Linked DNA regions of Bombyx mori: region 1 is linked to region 2. The links are chromatin contacts, called in public Hi-C maps. All regions are on one chromosome and are shown on one strand. The core of a region is the stretch at or near the end of the contact, and the rest is flanking DNA. Distances in the headings are between cores, read along the strand shown. Region 1 overlaps LOC101745506 (tuberin). Region 2 holds the start of rptor (regulatory-associated protein of TOR).

Evidence for each region. A called contact is a pair of places that touch in the nucleus more often than the background predicts.
Region 1: a contact with region 2 is called in a Hi-C map of whole pupa, with 2.2 times the contacts expected there. The contact joins the enhancer-like site here to the promoter of rptor in region 2. A contact is called at or near these places in 2 of 7 Hi-C or Micro-C datasets (both in whole pupa).

The regions. Positions count from the first base shown.
Region 1 is chr17:854,517-861,504 of ASM3026992v2, reverse strand. It overlaps LOC101745506 (tuberin), which reads left to right. Exons shown (of 38, transcript XM_062673241.1): 22 at 2,482-2,575; 23 at 3,260-3,400; 24 at 4,178-4,348; 25 at 5,143-5,249; 26 at 5,878-5,974; 27 at 6,556-6,689. Among protein-coding and RNA genes, the nearest start is that of LOC134200407, 11 kb to the right of the region's middle. Within about 2 kb of position 3,239, at least 2 of the 8 cell types and tissues checked have open chromatin away from gene starts, as enhancers often do.
Region 2 is chr17:787,121-794,471 of ASM3026992v2, reverse strand. It overlaps rptor (regulatory-associated protein of TOR), which reads right to left and starts at 5,917. Exons shown (of 25, transcript NM_001190843.1): 1 at 5,735-5,917; 2 at 5,045-5,147; 3 at 4,530-4,651. The coding sequence starts at 5,917.

The DNA of each region.
Region 1 (6,988 bases), core at 1,990-4,489, 70 kb before region 2:
TGCCAGGAAAAAGTTGACGGATAACGGGCATAGCAGTGTTAGAGGTGTGAGAAGTGGCCCCATCCTGTTGAAACCACGTCCTGGCATTAAAGCCTGAAAAGTTTGGCAATTCTGGTATGAAAAACTCTTCGATCATAGCCACATATCGCTCCGACGTAACAGTAACTGCGCGCCCTCTGCCATCCTCAAAGAAGTAAGGCCCTAGGATACCATACCATACCATACCATACTTTCGGACTATGTAAGGGCTTCTGATGCTTAAGTTTTGGATTGATGGGGCTCCAATAGCGGCAATTTTGTTTACTAACATGCCCGTTAAGATGGAAATGAGCCTCGTCAGAGAACATTATGTTATTGAAGGAAGTAAACCGATTCAACATTTCATTCGCATAATTTTGTCTTTGAATACCGTCAGTTTCCTTTAATTCTTGAACCAACTGAATTTTGTAAGGGTGCATATGTAAATCTTTCTTCAAAATCCGTTGTAACGATGTCCTGGATACGTTTAATGCTCTGGCGCGCTTACGAGTTGACTGTGTCGGATTTTCGCGAATAGACTGTGTCACTGTGTCTATGTTTTGTTCCGTACGTGACGTCCTTGGGCGACCCAACCGCGGTTTATCTAACGTCGAACCGGTCTCCTCGAACTTAGCAACCCAGTTCTTAATCGTTTGAAGAGTTGGAGTGTCGTCAAAGTTGTGTAAACCTTTGTGTTCTCGAAATTTACGCCGCGCAACGGTTGCCGAATTGTCGTTTTTATAAAACTCGCGCACACAAAACGCACGGTCCGCTCCGGTAAAACGCTCCATCGCGACTAAATTCCCAGAAACCGAAGTTACTCCCCCCGCTTCCCCTGCACCGCTCACGCGCGCCCTGTTCGTTTTATTCAAATTTTACTTTTCAAAGGACTTATGGGCCACCCTGTACCTAAGAAATAATCTACCAGTCGACAAAGGGTGATACAGAAAAGAACGTAATAGGTACTTCGGTTGATAATTCAGGGAAAAATAAATGCTGTACAATATAGTCTTACTAAATATAAATTTAAATAAATACATATAATATATAAACATTAAGCATATGAATTTAACAAATATAAATACCTAAAATACCATACAAAAAAGTACATATCTAAATATATACACCATATAGTTAAATATTAATTTTGAAACGACTCAGTTGATTTACCACGGCCGACCTTATAGATATGCCGGAAAATATCGGGAAACAACTTTAAAGGTACTAAGAAAAGTTTAAAAGGGACATGCAAATAAACGCAAATTTAGTAATCACAACATACTGTTTACAACGCCCAGAATTAACAACAAAAATGGAATAACGTGAGGAACAGCTTTCAAGATGTGCCTTATAGTAAAGATTCCCAATATTCTTAATATTTTCGTATTAAAACATGAAAATTAAAACAAAAACTTTAAAGGTATCATACTTTTACATACGACGTATGTAAAAAAATATAGCCAGTCCATTTGACTTATGCATAACTTAAAACGGTGTTTGAAAATACTTATAATTAAGTTGAAATATCCTCAAACGAGATTTAAGAAGAGTATTACTATAGTCCTAACGTAGGCAGAGAAATTTTCCGTTGCCAAACTCGATATTATGTCGGGCTGGCAAAATTCTTTAGCAATTAAGCTACAAAAAGCTATGCGAAACAAACATAATTGTTCTAGACAGTGTTTCCATTAGACATCAAATACGCTTTGCATGCTTTTGTGCAGTTAGTTTTGGAAATGGCTAATATTAAATCGTGAATCACGCTCGCTTCATTCAGTATACAAACGGAATTATCTAGTAGTCACGATTAGATGAGGCAACGAATAAAAAACCAGCTCGATCAAACTTCAAGGAGCGCACTGAAGAAGGTGAGTACATACTCCGCTAAAGACGTCTTGGTCACATTTGTGTTTTGAACGTATATAAAATAACTGCAATGCAATAAACGTTTACAATGCTGTATGTTACATTAAAAATAACGCTAAAAATATTACACTACTGTCTGCTACCTTTACGACTCATGTTTTAGAACTGCTAATTAAAAGAAAGAGGTGTGGTGTCGTGGGACACCGGATAGAAACGAAGTTCCTTATTATAAAAATATTAATTTTAAGTTCTATTCGAGGTATACAGAAAATAATTATTCGGGTTTACATAATGATTTATAAAAAATATGTTATTATTTGTACGTTATTACAAAGCTAAATCGTACACTGTGTGCATTACTAATTTGTACGTTATTACAAAGTTAAGTCGAACACTGTGTGCATTACTAATAAAAATCTTACGTTACGGACGTTTTTTCCCGGTTCCCCTCCGCATCGTCCCATAAGGAACTTCGTTCCAAAAAAGCGAGAATTTCGTTCATTGACAATCCTTATTCTGTACTTAAAACATAGAAATAATGTCGTGTTTGATTGTAGAAAAAGAGTTATATAACTGTATAAGTAAATTATTTCACAGACAAAATTCATCGGAGAACAATAAGACAACAGATCCTCTAGTCGAAGTCCTCAACCAATTCTCACAGCGGTTCGAAAGGATATCCAAGGAGGTGGTAAGCATTCACTGAAATTAGGTAAATAGCAGACTGCTTAAGGTACTACCCACTCTTCTATGGTTGAGTTGAGACTTTGCAGGTAAAGTTTCTGGAACTACCAGGAGGTGAGTTGTTTTTAAAAATTGTATTTTTTTAAACTATTAGTTGTGACGTATTCTTATTCAAACACTGCTTGGATACTCTCCTAAGCGCTCATGGTGAAGTTCATGATCATCGCTGACCATTCATGACCAGAGTTGAGCTTTAATTATGTTCGTCTACTTTTAAAGTCGATAAGACAATAAAATTACGACCACATTAGCGACTTATAATAGTTTAAAGCATAAAATGATTTTAACTTTTATACTTTATCGCCTGTGACGTCACTGTTCTTTTTTTTATTGCTTAGATAGGTGGACGAGCTCACAGCCCACCTGGTATCAAGTGGTTACTGGAGCCCATAGACATCCGCCACCCACCTTGAGATATGAGTTCTAAGGTCTCAGTATAGTTACATCGGCTGCCCCGCTCTTCAAACCGAAACGCGTTACTGCTTCACGGCAGAAATAGGTGGGGTGTGGTCCGTGCGGACTCACAAGACGTCGTACCACCAGTGTTCGTTTCCAATGTCGACCGAGAGGCACGTCTGATGGTGCAGAGAGCCAGCGACGACAATATCATGAGCCGGCACGCTCCGTACAGGACACGGACGACACGAGCTGGTCGCGCGTGGGCGAGCTCGCGGGAGGGGGGGCGTGCCCGTGCTGGTGCGGGGGGTGGGCGGAGATACACGTGCGCTCGCCCACCGGCGACGTCAGCTGGGTCATGCGGGTGCAGAACCAGGTGAGGGAACGCAATCTCTAACACATAATAACGGTGAGGTCTCACACAAATACAAATGGAATCCATCACGTTACGTCAGTTCATTGATTCCAAATTTTACACAATTTTAAACAATATTCCAAATTGTCGCTGTCAAACCTAAATCTGCTATGTGCAAAAACTATATTTTGTATTAACGAGTAAAAACCTTTTCGTATAAAATATTCTAGTTCTTTCAGCTTTTGTGTATATTTTATAATCAACTATGTATAATAACATATTGTATATAAAAATGTAAGCTTCCGGAACCATTTTAAACTCAAATTTATTGGTTTTATTACCCTAAGAAAAACCATTGAAAATTTGTGTTGAATTTGGAAATAGTCCCGATTCCCGCCAATTTACGGCACGCAGCGGGTTTCTTTTTTTTCCCTACCTATGCTGATAGCCTTGAGAGGCTATTTCAGCTTCTCCTTGACGTGTAGGTGAGCTCACGGGGCTCTAACTGGAGTGTTACTAGCACTGACCCTAGCAAGAGCAGTGTTTCGCAGAATCTACCACCGGATCGGAAACGCGACCCACTGAGAAGATCCGGCGAGAAACTCAGTGGGCTGTGTCCTGAGGGTTAATTTACTTGTCGAGCCCCTCGTCGCAAGCGACGGATTTGGCGAGGACCATGACCGGTGCTTGAGGTACCTAAAAGCACCGTTAATGGATCGGGAGGATCCGTAATGACTACGCAGCGCCGTTAACGCGCTTATGACATGAAAATATAATAAGTTATTTAAATGTATACAGATGAACTGGGACTACCAGCTAGAGTCGCCGCTACAAGAAGTGGCGGCGCTACTCAACCCGATGATATTTCATCCCTCTCCGCCCCCCGCCGCGCCGCCCCCCGCGTCCTGTGTCGACCCCCCCGCGCCCTTCACGCCACCGCCATCTAACGACGACAACAAACAAGAGCAGGTAAGTAACATTGCAAAGGTTTATATTCTTTGTAACTGGGTTTGTATCTTATTTTGAAAATGTCTTGCTTATAATTATAAACATAAGGTATAATTTTAAAGAACAGGAATGATAAAACAATTAATTAGGTATTGCTTTGTTATTATTATTTTTATTGCACAACAATATTCTGACTTATTTCGTATATTATTAAATTTTTGATTTATTTTGCGAACTCACTTGATAATTGTGCCATACGATTTGTACCCACTAGTCATGAATACAGTCGAGCAGGTTCCATTCCATTCTTTTCACTCTTTCTTAATAGAGCTTCTCTGTGACACAGTAGTTAGCGCCCGTGACTTTCGGATCAAAAATCATGGGTTCGAATTCCGTATCGACCAAACTGTCGTGTAAAGAAAAGCTTTAAACTAAATAAGTACGGATATCACTCTGTAGTTCTCGTGGTACAGTGGATCCTAGTTCGTGCGAGATGACTGAGTGTGACTCGTCCTTAACCTTTTATCTTTATCAGCTTGTCATTTGACACGTATGTGACCGAACTGTGTTCAGTGTGCTTAATTCTAGCTTTTTAATTTCTTGATCGCATAAAAGTTAATTCAAAGTCGTATGTCGTTGGAACAGCTTCCCTTCGTTTGGCGCTAGGGGGCGACCGCTAGAGGTAAGTAAAAAAACTCGCACTAAGCACACTGAGCACTTGCAACGTCGTACGTCTTCCATACGCCAAAAAACAAGATAACTACCTTTCGTCTAAAACTAAATGATTATTTACTCTTTACCGTCTCTCCCGGCAGGCGCAGTCCCGGGCGGAGATCGAACCGCCGAGCCGCTCGGCCCTCGACCTGCACAAATCCAACTCTGATACCGTCGTGTCCAAGCCGCTGCTGCACCAGCCCCACAGGTACCCACTAGTGACGCACACACCTACTTTTATCTCACCGTGTTCAGTGATATATTACCGAACACCTTTGTCAGCATGATTCGCGTGACGCGTTAACTTTATTTCCACAAATCGTTAGTGCACGATCACAAACCTGGGTGTATTTATAACTTTAACATTTCTTTGAGTTACTTAATGATTTAACAATAAACATTTTTAATCAAGATATTCTTTAAATAACAAACTCACACTGCTCCTGGTCAAAATGCCAGTAATAAGATTGTTGTCTCGTCATCGGTCCCTGGTCTCATTCTTGTCTTACCCCAACAGCGGTGTCATACAATCCTGTCGTATTCTAAGGGCGACTGAACACAAATGTATATCGACGCTTGAAAGGCAAACGAGACTAAGCGACAATGCGTGAACTTTACAGTAGACTAATTTAAAGTTGAAATACCTGAAAGCAAAATTTATTTTAACGAATCTAGCTGTAGGATTGAAATGATTTTAATAGACCTGGAAATATATATTTTTTGCGCATCGAATATGGTTATTGCCTATCATTTATGTACAAAGCAATTATTGTCGCTTAGTCACGTTTGCTTTTCAAGCGTCGATATGTAACGATGTATTGGTATCGGCGGCACAGGATGAGTACGCAGCCGATCAACATCCCCGGGTCTCCGCAGAGACAGGGCTCGACCAGCGCCGCCGGCGACGACGACATCCTGCTCCTCGCACAGGAGGTCAGTCGCTCATCTAGATCATTCCTTACACATTCTTAGAGGTCGTCGTAGCCTAAAGGATAAGACGTCCGGTGCATTCGTGTCGAGCGATGCACCGGAGTTCGAATCCCGCAGGCGGGTACCAATTTTTCTAATGAAATACGTACTCAACAAATGTTCACGATTGACTTCCACGGTGAAAGAATAACATCGTGTAATAAAAATGAAACCCGCAAAATTATAATTTGCGTAATCACTGGTGGTAGAACCTCGTGTGAGTCCGCGCGGGTAGGTACCACCGCCCTGTCTATTTCTGCCGTGAAGCAGTAATGCGTTTCGGCTTGAAGGGTGGGGCAGCCGTTGTAACGTATATGTAATGTATACGTGAGACCTTAGAACCTATATCTCAAGGTGGGTGGCGCATTTACGTTGTAGATATCTATGGGCTGCAGTAACCATTTAACAATCAGCTGGGCTGTGAGCTCGTCCACGCATATAAGCAATAAAAATAATTAAAAAAGAACATCAATATAATATTGTAATTAGACTAAACGCCGCCTCTGTCGGCAAGTCTAGTACCGTGTGCGGTTGTCTGTGCCCAGGGGAAGTCCCGCCACCCGGTGCGTCGCTCGAACTCTTCTCCGGAGATGTCGTCCTCGTGGAAGCTGAGTGCGCAGCCTAAGCTCCAGGACGAAGAACTAGACGAGATGATCCTCCTCCCGGGAGTCGAACCCACGTTAGTGTCATTACTCTCTGTATACTACTTTCAAAAATTCAAAATTATTAAAAAAATAAATACTCTGGTTAAGACAATGTGAACAGCGAAACGGTTAGTTAATGTGAAGTCAGCTATACATAAATAAAGATTTTCAGAAACCCCACCTTAAATGAAACATATAAATTAGTAAATTATTTTACAGAAAATAGTCTGTATTGTTTTTGGCCTTAACTATCTATCTATAGACCACGCCTTTAGTTGGCGTGTGCTCACAACGAGACCCCGTACTATATTCTATTAGTGCTCCTTGTATTCGC
Region 2 (7,351 bases), core at 4,668-7,167:
GATGAAAAAAAAGGTTCGTATTCAATTTTATAAATTAATCCGGATAATCGTATATTGAATAAAGGCTTTTTTTCTTACATATGCTACTAGCCTCGAAGAATTATACTAGCTTCACCAAACGTGTAGGTAAGCTCACGGGACTCAGCCTGGCGAATTTGCTAACACTAACCCTAACAAGGGAAGTGCTTCGCTGAATCTATCACTGGATCGGAATCGCGACCTACTAAGAAGATCCGCCGAGAAACTCATTGAACTGACCTACTAAGAAGATCCGCCGAGAAACTCATTGAACTGACTTACTAAGAAGATCCGCCGAGAAACTCATTGAACTATGTCTGCGGGTTAGTTCGAACTCTTCGTATGACGAGAACAGTAGCCAGTGCTTGTTGGGCCTAAAAGAGCCGAGAGTGGATCCGGGAGATCAGACGTTATATTTTAATTTAAAGCTTATGCTTATACAGTTTCGACAAGCTCGCCGGGCGCGGCGTCTGCTATCATAATTATTATTGAGCGATGGCAGCACATCCGAAACTTCTCTTAGAAGGCGCTTGCACTCTTAATCTTGGAAACACAGTTACTGGATTGACAAGCAAGTTTTTTTGGGTAAAATTAACTTAAAATATACATTAATCTATTTACAATTATAATTTTTATGACGACATTTTTTTTCAGCGACACTGGGTTTTTGAGATTGATAAATCGAGAATTTTTCTGCGTAATACCCTCTTAACCGGACTTGACAACCCTAACGACCTGTACTGCATCCAAGTCGAGCGATTACTGTGTCCCCGATGATCTAAATCATCACTGCGAAAATGTGTACAGTGTGTTTAGGGCGAGTTTTTTAACTTCTCGCAGCAAACGAAGGGAAGACGTTCCAACTCCATACAAATTTGAGTTAACTTTTGCGCGATCGAAAAGTTAAAAAACTCGCACTAAACACACTTATCGATAGTTGTCCCTGACCAATAAAACTATTAATAAAAAGGTTGGAATTAAATTATAAAGTTGTTAAAATAGTTTTTTTTTGTGACGAATAAATTCCTAGTTTTGCGGCATTAAAAATATATGAAAAAACACGCGATCGGTGCAAAATCTTATTTTTATTGGAGGTGTATGATCATAGCAACGTGTCATTTCATATAATACCTACGAAACGCGCATAAATAAAGTCTGTATAAACAGAAGGTGACATCGGAAAGACCGAAATAAAACGCCGGTCACGGTGTGAATCATACGTTGATTCACAAAAACACGAAGAGCGCAATTAGAATCAATGAATTTTTTTTGCATTTGTACTGATATTAAGTCCAAAAAACTACGGTAATGACAGAGAAGACGTAAACGTAAATAGAGCACCTGCTGTGTTGCAAAACGTACACGTGTGACCTCTTGTCACACCTCTTGTGGGTCCGCACGGGTAGGTACCACCGCCTTGCCTATTTCTGCCGTGAAGCATTAATGCGTTTCGGTTTGAGGGTGGGACAGCCGTTGTAACTATATTGAGACCTTAGAACTTATATCTCAAGGTGGGTGGCGCATTTACGTTGTAGATGTCTATGGGCTCCAGTAACCACTTAACACCAGGTGGGCTGTGAGCTCGTCCTTAGATGGGTATCTAAGGAATAAAAAAATAAAAATAAACCCTGAAAAAGACCAAACACGCGTTTATTTTACGATTTCCGAGACAAAAGTGTCTAAAATTATTTACGAACTGGTCTAATTAAAATCGCATTTCATTTTTGATGTTTTCAATCTTAAAACACCAGTATAATATATTTTTAAATTATGTTGTTATAACTGAAAATTTCAAGTATATTAGCGCTTTAGTTTTTTTTTATTGGATTTTTTTTTATTGCTTTGCTGGGTGGACGATCTCACAGCCCACCTGATGTTAAGTGGTTACTGGAGCCCAAAGACATCTACAAAGTAAATGTGCCACCAACCATGAGATATAAGTTTTAAAATCTCAGTATAATTACAACGGCTGCCCCACCCTCAAACCGAAACGCATTACTGCTTCACGGCAGATATAGGCAAGGTGGTGGTACCTACCCGCGCGGATTCACAAGTGATCCTACCACCAGTAAGAGATCGATTAATATTGACCATTTTCTTGTTTACCTACAGTATGTTTCTACTTAACTACTTTCGTAATTACGTAGGAGCAAGCTGAGCGTTTTGAGCTGGCCTTAAACTTAATAAGAACATGTACCAAAACATCATTTGGTTCATTGCGGGAGCGGTCATAGCGACCTTAGCTGACACGAAACACGCGACCTCGCGATAAATTCGATTGACCGAGCTAATTTACGTAAAACTAATGAGTTCGTTACATTAAACATGAAACACTAGCTAAAGTTCTTCCCCGTTTTCCACGAAATACAGTTTACTTTGGATACAAATGGCGTAGTGATGCATAATAAACTTGTTGCGATGAGATGATCACGATCATATTGCACTTTCTTAGATTTGCGTCAATCAAAGATGACTTTACTGTTTTTATGGCTCCAACAACTTGGATTATTTTTAATAAACTGTTTTAGCCGGTTATAGTACTTGGTATTGTTTTGGTCAAAATGTATAAATTTGATAATCGTCTGATAATATTTTTTTAAATATTCGAAGTACCGATATGTTCCCTCAAGCGAGCGACTCCCATCACCATACTTCTTATGTAGCAGGAATCAGATATGCGACCATAAGAAAATGGTGTTATTACGGCTCTAGACTTGATGTATGTTAATCAATATTTATAATAGTAATTACGCAATTCTAATTTGCATATTTTTTTGCGGGTTTCATTTTTATTACACGATGGTATTCCTACATCGTGGAACTCATTCAAGAACATGAGTTACGCTTGTAATTAATTTTTTTTTTAAAATACAATTTGGGAGATTTGAACACCGGCACAGTTGCATTGCTCGATTTGAGTACACCGAGCGTCTTATCCTTTAAGCCACAACAGCTTCAAACTTTTTGAACTTTCAACCTCTATTATCTATTAAGTATTACTGTTATTATTTGGTGATTTCCTTTTGTTTACTTGTTAATTATAATATTTGTCGTTTTTATTCAAGTCATCAAACAGACAAATGTTTTATTATTATATGTTTTTTATTAATGTTCTTCTTCAGTAATTTCAGTGATTTAGTAGACTTGTTAAAACAAGATACTATGCCACTTATCAAATTTCTTTGTCCAATGTTTATTTAATCAAATAGGCATTCAATGATTTATCAACAGTATTGTTAAAATGTCTTATTGGTAGTATTGTTAAATCCTAGTTGCATTATTATAATAATATTTTGAAATGGTCTTCATAATATTGCTCTTAGTTAATTACATAATCTTTTCCTAAAACCTCATTTTGTTAGCATTAACTCACACTCCAGGTGATGTGAGCCAAAAGACCTTCTTATGGCCATTCTCCTCATTCATAGCTCTCAATTTTACTTAGATGATGCATTAAATTTCCTTTTCCGATTAAACAGATTCATCATCCCACATGCTTCCGAAATTGTATTGGCTTGAAACAAATTCCTGCTGGCCTTTTTAGTCATTTAATTAAAAAGAAATTTTATCCTTAGCTTTACTTAATCATGATGTGGTCAGTCTAACTAGTCTTTGGTATAAATTATGGAAGCTCCAATTATCAGCTTATTCTCAACTACCCTGTTCTCCTTTAGATAATTTTTAGATTACAGTATGAGAGTTTTTAGATCATTGTCAAGACAATATAATTTTATTCTATGCATACTGTTGTATACTATGTACACAGAATTAGATGCATAACTGTAATCAGAAAAGTAGTCATTAATCAGATAAAGTTTCTTGATAATGCCAATGTTAATGCAGTTCGCATAAACTTTTTAACTCAGAATCCAAATGTAAGTATACAGTATAATACTGAATTTAGGGAATGTGTTAAACTTGCTCTTAACTGCAATCAAATTTTGGCACAAAGGCAAGGATTTTTTTTGATTGAGACAATCTATTTCATTATTTTTTTGCGATTATTTTACAAATAAGATTATTACTACTATTGTTCTAATAGAGTCCTATTATTTGTAGTTGCATAACAATCTCTGATGAGTGTTATGTGTAGTTATTTGCTATGCATTTGAGCAAATAACAATTGTTAATTTTAAAAGTGAATATTAAGTTTGTATAAATATTGTCAGCATACATAACATAAGAATTCAATTTTTATTAACTTAGTAACTATACTGAGACCAATCAATTCAATTTTTAGTAACTATACTGAGACCTTAGAACTTATATCTCAAGGTGTGTGGCGCATTTACGTTGTGGATGTCTATGGGTTCCAGTAACCACTTAACACCAGGTGGCCTGTGAGCTCGTCCACATATATAGGCAATAAAAAAAATATAAAAAAATATAAATTTATTGTACGTCTCTTTTCTATTTAAATATTTCTACATAGTTTATGATTCTCAGTTTTATAGCTGTTAGAAGTTTTCAGCTACCAATTACTGTTACATGCAATTGGTAGTTTATCTTACCTCTTCACTAGTGGGGTCAAGAGATTGCTTGTATCTGGCTCGTGGTTGCCATCTCTCATACTGAGATTGTAATGCATGACCAATGCTTTCTAATGCCTTGCTCGGTGATAAAGATAAAGGATCTGTAAAATTTTACAAACACAAAAGCAATTAAACTATAAACATTTACAACAAGTTTTAAACACTGTAAGAGTAAAATTGGCAAATATTAAACTTCTCTCCATTATCTAAGAGATATTATATTCAAGTTTATCAATAGCGTTATGTGTATGTATATGTGTGTGTATATCTTATGTTAAATTTGTCTCAATGTTACAAGACATATTTATTTCTAACAGCTGTGTTGGCATAACTAAATGTCGTTAAATGATTCAGAGGGGAGCAAGGACATTTCTTATTCAATTAGTCAGAGTTATTAAAGTATTTATTTAGTATCATACACCGAGCTAGAGCATTTTAATAAACAGAATAACTAAGCTTTGAAACATTAACATGATAAAATTAAAGATTCATACCAATCCAACACTCGAGCCTCGCACAGGGTTGTGTTTTAACAACATCAGGAGGGTCCACGCCAACATTCAGGCATAGAACTAGGGCCACGCAATGTGTCTTGTACTGTAAATATTTAGTTTAAATGTAGTCATTATTTTGAAGCTTTTTTAAATGAACATGCTCCAGAAATTCCATATGTACTATATAATTGACATCTTATCTATTCTGATATCAATAAAACAAATAGTAACCTAAGGATAATCCTAAATGAATTGATGAATTGAGTGATTGAATATCCTAAATGAATTGATGAAAAAAATGACAACTGACCACAATTTTGTAATAATTTGTATTACAAATATATAGATTAAGATTTGTGGTTTATCTTATTTGTCTAGTAGATTGGCGTTGAAAATGGAGTTGTTATTTATTTTAATTAAAAAAAATAAGGTTACACATCTGTGTAATTAAACTATTTGGACTTTAGTCATAATCTTATTTCAAGAAAATACAATATGTACAAACTTTAGAGAAACATTTTCAAACGCGACTTAAATGAAGCAAACTACGTCGTAATATATACAAACATTTTTTGTAAAGGGCATCGACCCAGACCCTGCATACGGCGGAAACACCATGTGCGTTTGTTTTGACTTCGCAAACATCACTTTTGAAATAAATAAAAACCATTTAAGACTTCTTTACTTTACCTTTTCTTTAACTCTCCAAGAGTGCTCTACCCGTTCTGCGCCTTTTATAGGCTCAAGGTGCTGCGGCTTATCAAAACATTGAGATAAATCCCAATCATCAGTATCGCTAGAGGAATCACTGTCACTCTGACCACTGGTTTTCTCTTCATCTTTAACAGCGTGATAAGGAGGCATTTCTGTCATTTTCACACTACACTTTTGCACGTAATTTATAAGTTTTAACACTCAATACACTCGAATAATAGAGGAAAACATTTTCAAAACCTCACAGAATCATGTGCGCGTCCATTTTTCTACCACATGGGAATAAACAATATTTTTTATTCGGTATAACGCAAAATGTTGCAAGAAATTAGAATGAATATAGGAGTCTATTAGGAATTTATTAGGAGAAAAGAATCCTTTTTCCTTTAAAATGTATAGTTTTGTTCACAAACTTTTTTTTTATCTTCTACATAAGCTCGCAGTCTTTAAAGGCTATGCCCGCTTAACCGAGGGAGTAGATAAGCTCACGGGACTCTAACCTGTGGACATTGCCAACACTATCTCTAGCAAGAGCAGTGCTTCGCAGAATCTACCACGGAACGGAAACCCGACCCACTGAGAAGATCCGGCGAGAAACTCAGTGGGCTGTGTCTCTGTGTTAATTTACCAGCCGAGCCCTTCGTCGCTAGCGCCGGGTTCGACAAGAATGGTGAGCGGTGCATGAGGTACCTAAATGCAGGATCGGGTATGTAGTTACCGGCGGCCACGACATGAGGGTTTTCGTGTCGTGCCGCCTTCTCAGAATGACGCACTGATGCCGACTGAAGATACTTACTGATGGAGACCAGCTCTATGTCGTCGTGGCCTAAAGGATAAGACGTCCGGTGCATTCGTGTTTTGCGATGCACCGGTGTTCGAATCTCAGGCGGGTACCAATTTTTCTAATGAAATACGTACTCAACAAATGTTCACGATTGACTTCCACTGTGAAGGAATAGCATCGTACAATAAAAATCAAACCCGAAAAATTATAATTTGCGTAATTACTGGTGGTAGTACCACTTGTGAGTACACACGGGTAGGTAACATCACCCTGCCTATTTCAGCTGTGAAGCAGTAATCCGTTTCGGTTTGAAGGATGGGGCAGCCGTTGTAACTATACTTAAAACCTTAGAACTTATATCTCAAAGTGGGTGGCGCATTTACGTTGTAGATGTCTATGGGCTCCAGTAACCACTTAACACCAGGTGGGCTGTGAGGTCGTCCACCCATCTAAGCAATAAAAAAAATGCCTCTATGGAGATCCATGTTCCTCACGAACCACGGTACTCCGACGGCTATCCTGCAAAACGGGATTAACTGATTCGAAGGTTTTTCAAGTTAGTGCGGGCCGCTTGTGCGAACACTACACTTGCATACGTCATGACCGGACTTGTGCACGTTTTGTAGAGTGCCACCTTATTACGAAGGGACAATTTACTTCGCTTGCAAATCATTGGATAGAGGCGTCCAAATACGAAAGCGGCTCGGTTGCGTACCGTCTTAATATAGGGACGGCATGTCATCCCTCTGTCGAGGGTGACGCCTTGGTATTTGACCTTCGAGGCTCACGGCATGGGCTGGTCGAAAAGG